Regions from separate parts of the Mus musculus genome. Here region 2 is linked to region 1. Evidence: chromatin contacts called from public Hi-C data. All regions are on one chromosome and are shown on one strand. Each heading gives the region's core, a stretch centred on a gene start, on an enhancer-like site or on the middle of the called end of the contact. The rest is flanking DNA. Distances are from core to core; before and after follow the strand shown. Region 1 overlaps Kalrn (kalirin, RhoGEF kinase). Region 2 holds the start of Ropn1 (ropporin, rhophilin associated protein 1).

Region 1 (3,353 bases), core at 381-2,880:
AAGCTTCAGCCACAGCAGTCCATCCGAGTGAGGCCAGTTTCTGCTTCTAGAAGGCAGGCCCGGAGATCTCCATACTGCCTGCCTCAGTGGGTCACTGTGAGGGTCTCGATGAGATGAACAATGCCAAAACTTTATAAATTTTATTATCTCAGTGTACAAATGTTTGCTGTTGCTATGGACATTGAACTTGCTATTAAAAAAAAAAAAAAAAACCAAAAACAGTTTGTATGTGGTTATAGTTTAAGGGTGGAAGAGGGCAGCAAGGGGTGGGTTAGTTGATAAGATTTCAGCCAGGAGCTGTAATCTAGCATCGTCCTGTGCACCCAGCAAGTCCCGGCTGACAGTGGTGCTTCTCACAGGTCACTGCAGAGCTGGATGCCTGGAACGAGGACTTGCTCCGGCAGATGAATGATTTCAACACAGAGGATCTGACCCTGGCTGAGCAGCGGCTACAGCGCCACACAGAACGGAAGCTTGCCATGAACAACATGACGTTCGAGGTCATCCAGCAGGGCCAGGACCTGCACCAGTACATCATGGAAGTGCAAGCGTCAGGTGAGCGGTTTCTCACTCTCCCGGCAGGAGAGATGATGGAAGCCAAAGGCCCGGTGTGCCCCAGCTTCCACACCATTCAACTCATCCCTGCAGATACAAAGAGTGGGGAGGTCCACCTTTGTTTTGAAGGGGAAGCAACATTGTAAGAACTGAAATAACTTGTTGTGGTTGTCCAGTTTGGGCTGTGGGAAAGATGAGACTGGAGCCAGAGTCTATGGGTCCTGAGGTGTGAGAACCAGTGATGGAAGCTAGTGCAGGCTTGCAAAAGTGAAAGTTTGGAAGAAGACTGAGCAGCCGTGCTGCTGTGGGCAGGGAGCTCCCGTGCCGCTCTCCTACCCGTGTCATGGTCCTTGCTCCTTCTGCTCCTCACAGGCGGTTTCCTGGTCTCTAGCTTATGCTTCCCAGAATCTTCGAGTTTTGTTCTTGCTTTTAATCACTGGTCTGTATATGAGTTTAAGCAGTGCTGGTAAGGGTTTATGGGAGATTGTATGACTTTATAACGTCCTAGGAAAACATACATGTTATTACGTTTTCCTGTTCAAGATTTATTAGCTATATTTTCAATAAATATGTGGATTCTTCACTGCCACTCTCTAAGGCAGTAACTAGGGAGAGACAAAGCTGCCCAGGGCAAGTGCTGGTCCAGAGGAAAAGGAAGCATACATCCTTTCTTAGCCCTGTGCAATGCAAGAACCTATTCTTCTCTCACCTAGCCACCCCTACCCATGGCCTCTTGGCAAGGTCTTGCTCTCCAGGTTGAAGTAGCCGGGCTGAGGCTCTCTCCTCTTTAAGGCAGGGTTGGGCCAAGCACCTGTTGATGGTGAGCATTAAAACAGGATTGGTGAGGGCGTGGGGGTGCTGAAAGTCCTACTGAGTTTTACAATATTGTGTTTATTCTGGAGGTCTGAAAAATAAGTATTGTGTGCCGTTCAAATGAACATCACTTCAGACCAAAGAGGGGAGAAGCCAATGTGTTCTGTTCACTTTTGTCAGCAAAGTTGTTCCGTGATCCATCTACGTCACAAAGAGGATGCAGTTGTCTGTAAGACACTGGTCATTCCAAGTGTGCAGCCCACATGCTAAGCAGCCTAAGAAGGCCTACTCGATTACTGGGAACTCCTCAGAAAGGCAATGCTCAGGCTTGTGTCTGGGTGTTCGTGAATGTGAATCTGAGTCTACGTGCTAAGAGAGTCTCCGGGTAGACTGTGTTCCCTGCGATTCGAGAGGCAGTCTTCTGACAACACCAGCTGTATCTTTTCAGGCCCTCCTCAGGAAAGGAAGAGTAGGGAACACAGGAACCAGATTCCCTTTCCTTGGTTGAGCATTTCATCTGCGCTCAGGGGTTAGTTTAGCCCAGCAGCTGCCTTGATGGTGCTCTCTCGTCCAGCTGGCCATCCAGCTATGATGGGAGCCTTGAGATAGAGAGTAACTAGAAGAGAGGCTGGGCAGAGCAACTCAGATGGTTACCCTTCATCCTTCTGGACATGTCTCCAAATGGATATGTGTGCTGGCATGACCTTTGGCGAGCCGACTTCTATCCCAGGATCCAAATACCCGTGGTGGCAGGAAGACGGCTGCTCGTGACTGGAAGTTGGCTGCGCTTGGCATCCATCTCAACCAGGAGGGCTGAGTGGGTGAAAATACCCCCAAGCAGATGGGCTGCCCACCCCCACAACATCCTGCTCTAGATAGGAGCTTTGTTGAAAGAGGTTTGGTTGGCCTCCTCAGCCCTCTCTACTAAGACTGGCTGTTCCCCTCCGCCTACCACGGCTAGCTGTTCAGTCTGGCACAGCCTATGAGACTGAAGGAGAGATGATTCCATGGGCTTTAGGGAGGCTATAACCTCGCTATCTGTCTCTGCCCTGCTCTGTAGAGCAGCATCTGTGTATTCAAAACCTGAGCATACAACGAGCGATCAGGGTTGGCTAGATCATACTTGACCTAGGAGAAGGGTGGGGACTGGAGCCAGAGCAGGCCACGGCTGAGGAACGTTCAAGTCATATAATATTTGTTTAATGAACTATATTTTGAGTCAAGGTGAAGTAAACAGTTGTACTGGAAAATAAGGACTATTATCAAAATTAAGACTTTTCTCCCTCTCTGCTAAATCAATTAAGGCCTATGCCTGATTGTTTTTAGTAGTTCGTGGAACTAGGGAATTTGCATATGCTTATTTTGCCAGGTTTTTCTGAAGCCTCCAGTGCATCTGAAGCAAAAGCCTTGGTGTGAATCAGCGTCCACCTTAGGAAACAGGGAAACAGAAACAATGCCCCACCCACTTCCCATCCTTTCCTTGCCACAGCTTGTCTGCTTGAGCCTCAGGGATGGCTGTGGTAGACTTTGCTGTTAGGAAACACACTCTCTGGCTTTCACATCCAGTTCTGCTGCCCATGAGCAGCCTGGCTTGGATGTTCTGATTTCCTCTTCATTAGGTCTTAGTCTTTTCTGTCTAGTCCACCATAGAGACTTGGTTTACAAATCCCTTCCAGTTCCCATTTGCTATGATTCAGTCCCTGTCCTACTGACTTTATCCCAGGTCCTATGTCCCGCAAACTGTGACATCTGACCTTAGTACTAAGACAACAACTATAGGACTTACGGATATACTGCTTTTGCGGTCAAAAGCCTCAGGCACCCTTCTTATGCAACGTTTTAAGTTTGAAAAGTTATTTGTGGAGCGTTAAAGAGATGCCTCTGTGGGTAAAGCACTTGCCACAGAAGCAAGTGGACCTGAGTTTGGATCCCAGGGCACAGTAGATACTTCACACCTCTGTCATCTCAACACTGGGCAGGACAGG
Region 2 (3,353 bases), core at 330-2,829, 410 kb before region 1:
TCTTTCAGTATTTCCCCCTGTACGCACGTACTGGTAAGCAGTCTCGTGTTAAACTTTGTGTGTACATAGCACTGGAGATGGACATGGGAGGAGGCAGCCATTTTTCTTGATGGTTCAGATGTGGTCTCCTCCCTGGACTCCAGAAACCTTAAGTGTCCCCAGCTCTGGACCCTGTAGCACAGCGTCTCCAGCATCTGGTTCCTGCTCCGTGTCGTCTCTTGAACGGCTTCCTGCTACAGTGAATGTCTGTGGTGCCCACAGCTAGCCTTTTTGTTTGTTCGATGGTTTGGTAACTATCAGAGTCTGTGTGTTAAAGACTTGGTCCCCAGGGGATGGATGTTCCTGAGAGGCAACTGAACTTTAAAGAGGTGCAGTGCAATGGGAGATTCCTCGGTTAGCTGGAGCATGCCCCCAGCAGACCACGGAGCCCCCAGCAGACCACGGCGTCTCTGATTCTTCCTTTTCTCTTTGCTTCCTGGCTCAGGGGATGAGTGGTTTGACCTGCCACAATTTTCCATTTTTAAAAATGTATTATATATATATATATACATACATACATATATATATATACATACACACACATTTATATATATATATATATATATATATATATATATATATATATATATATGTATATATATATATATATATAATTGCTGTCTTCAGACACACCAGACGAGGGCATCAGATCCCATTATAGATGGTTTTAAGCCACCATTTGGTTGCCGGGAATTGAACTCAGGACCTCTGGAAGAGCAGTCAGTGCTCTTAACCACTGAGCCATTTCTCCAGCCCCCAATTTTCTATTTTTTAAAATGATGTGTTCCTGTTGCCAGAAGACAAGTTTAATGGGGCCACTTGATCTCAGAACCACCAAAATAAGCATTTTCTCTCTATAATGTAAGTACCTCAGGCACTTTGGTATAGTGGTGGAAACCTAACACACCTGGCACCTTCTTGGGAAACACTGGAGCTGCTACAGAGTCACCTCCTAGTAAGTAGACTTTCTGGTACTCTGAAGAGTCAGTTCTGCCTAGGTGGCATCTCTGCCCTCTAGTTAACTGTGGCCACAACCCTGTACAACAAGTTCTGGGGTCATTCTTTTCCTGGAGTGGTCCAGCTTAAGGCTTCTCTTTGTATTTGTGATCCCTTCGTACTTCATTTTTCTTAAAGAAAAGTTTCATGTTGAACCTTCTTTGTTAAAATTACGTGTACTGTTTCTGTTCATTGGACACTGAAACACACTGGCCAATAGCTTCAGGAGTGAACTAAAGAGAGCGGAGTGCAAAGGAGCAGAGTGGGGCTTCAGGCAGGAAGCCTGCAGAGGAGAGCCTGGCAGTTTCTTGGGCACAACTTGAGAGATTCATGTCTCAAGAAAGTAGGGAGGGACTGGGAAACAGATATTTAGGAAAGTGGATATACAGACATTGGTAGGAGGTAGGGGAAGACAGTGAGGGGAGTCAGGAGTGACGCAGTTTTCAAAGCCTGGAAGTCTAAGTGGGTAGCAGCTTTACCTTTGCAGAAATGTCCAACACAGGAGGAGAAGGTCAGGCCAGATTCCCCTCCACTTACTTACTGTCTCTTACTCACTCGAAGGAGTTCCATATACTCTTGGATCACAAAGCTTTGGAATCTTAGATTCTTTGGCTCAACTTCTCAGCCTTTGAGTGGTGTGACCTCATCATCTACTTACATTAGTTTTTTAAAGTAGGGAAGACCATCCACTCCTTCGGACTGTTGTACTATCCCAACATCCTGTAAAGTGCTTTTCCATTCTTCAAGTTCTTGGTTTGGACAGGCTCTCTTCCATTATACATTCCAGGGCCCATCCCTCCAGTCCTTACAATCCAATAAATGCCTAAGTGAAACCTTCAGACCTTCCAGTGGAGAACAGCCAGCCAACCCATACTCGCTAAGTGCTAAAGAATATAGGCTTATGAAGTATCTCCCATGGGCTCATTTCTGGAATTTCATTTGGTTTTATTGGTGTGGTCTAAGGGTTCAGTCATGGAAATGAAAGGCTCCACACACCAGCATCTCAGAGTTGTTTCTATGAACAGCTCTCGGGACTCAGGACCAAGCCCCTGCACATCTTTGCTCTGATTTGAAGTAGAACATGGTAGGGCTTGGGACCTGCAGTTATGCTGGCTTGGGAGATGTCCTTCCTACTTTACAGTCTGATTTTTTTTTCCTCTGAGCTCACCTTATCTCTCCCCTGACCTCCAAGCCACATCCACCACGCCCTTTCAGCGACACTTAGTTCAAAGTTGACATTATTTCGATTCTTTTGACTAAATGTATTTCTTCTCTACCCACTCTAAACCCCAGGTGAGGCTTGGTCAGTATTTTGCTCATGATAGAATTCCAGTGCTAGCCTAAAGCCTGGAACTCAGAGTTTAGTAGACACTGGTAAAAATGAACAAGCAGTCCAGTTTATAATGTGTCAGTCATACCTCTTAGTACCCACAATGGTCCTTCCAAATGTGCTCTTACGCCCATTTTACAAATGGAAAAACAGAGGGGGCTCACCAGAGCCCATTGCTTCCAAGCTACAGTGCACAGTATTAAAAGACAATAAAATAGTAGTTCTGGGAAAAACACACACACACACAACTTGGCCAGAAAGCAATACTCCCCCATTTAAAGATCTCTGCAGGCTCTTCCCAGGTTCTGTGGGCAAGGGATGGTTGGGAATCTAAGTGAGTTCCGCGAAGCCATGGCATGGCCAGGGCTGTTCACCACCCCCTTCCACTTCCCCTCCGGGGTACCTCAGTTTGCCCTCCAAAGGGGCTGTCTGGCTTCAGGCGACTCCACGTGCCTGGTATCAGGCGGGAGATGAGGGAGGAGCTCCAACGCCTGGACCCTTGGTGGGGGGAGAGCTGTGGACCTGTTAGGGCGGGACCCAAACCGCAGCAAGCACCACCTGGGGCTTTGTTAGCTAGGTGCCTTGCCGGGGCAACTCCACTGCCTGCCCACCAGGGAGCAAGGACACTATGTGATGTCACAGACTCCCCAGCACCCAGAGTTGGAGGGAGGGAGGAAGCTAAAGGCCTGGGGATGGGTGGTGGTGGATGGGAGCCCATCAAGCTTGCATGGGCATTGGGGCCCTGGGCAGATGTGAAGCCCTAGGTTTAGAAGGACCAAGGAGCAGAAATAGCAGGTGAGGGGAAGCCCTGGGGGTGGGGCCCAGCAAACACTGCAGTGCTCTTCTTGCTTGAGGCAGGGCATATATGAGTGCACTTCAGGCTCTGACTCAGGTCTTCCTTAGGGCTACCTTTACTGCCACATTCAGATAAGAGGACTGCAGCATTAAGCGCCTTGCCCAAGATGAGGATTAGCTAGTGATAGATCCA

Evidence for each region. Hi-C and Micro-C count contacts between places; a contact is called where the count stands out from the background.
Region 2: a contact with region 1 is called in a Hi-C map of cerebral cortex, with 1.6 times the contacts expected there. The contact joins the promoter of Ropn1 here to the enhancer-like site in region 1. A contact is called at or near these places in 5 of 39 promoter capture datasets (the 3T3-L1 cell line, cranial neural crest, embryonic stem cells and 1 more), 1 of 484 Hi-C or Micro-C datasets (cerebral cortex), 1 of 115 datasets of contacts at active chromatin or transcription factors (the NIH/3T3 cell line) and 2 of 9 other capture datasets (embryonic stem cells and pancreatic islet).

What each region holds. Positions count from the first base shown.
Region 1 is chr16:34,240,973-34,244,325 of GRCm38.p6, reverse strand. It overlaps Kalrn (kalirin, RhoGEF kinase), which reads left to right. Exons shown (of 60, transcript NM_177357.3): 14 at 360-555. Among named protein-coding and RNA genes, the nearest start is that of Gm41448, 120 kb to the right of the region's middle. Within about 2 kb of position 1,630, at least 12 of the 459 cell types and tissues checked have an H3K27ac peak or open chromatin away from gene starts, as enhancers often do. A contact at or near this core is called in cerebral cortex, where this site is marked.
Region 2 is chr16:34,649,437-34,652,789 of GRCm38.p6, reverse strand. Ropn1 (ropporin, rhophilin associated protein 1) reads right to left here and starts at 1,579. Exons shown (of 6, transcript NM_030744.2): 1 at 1,515-1,579.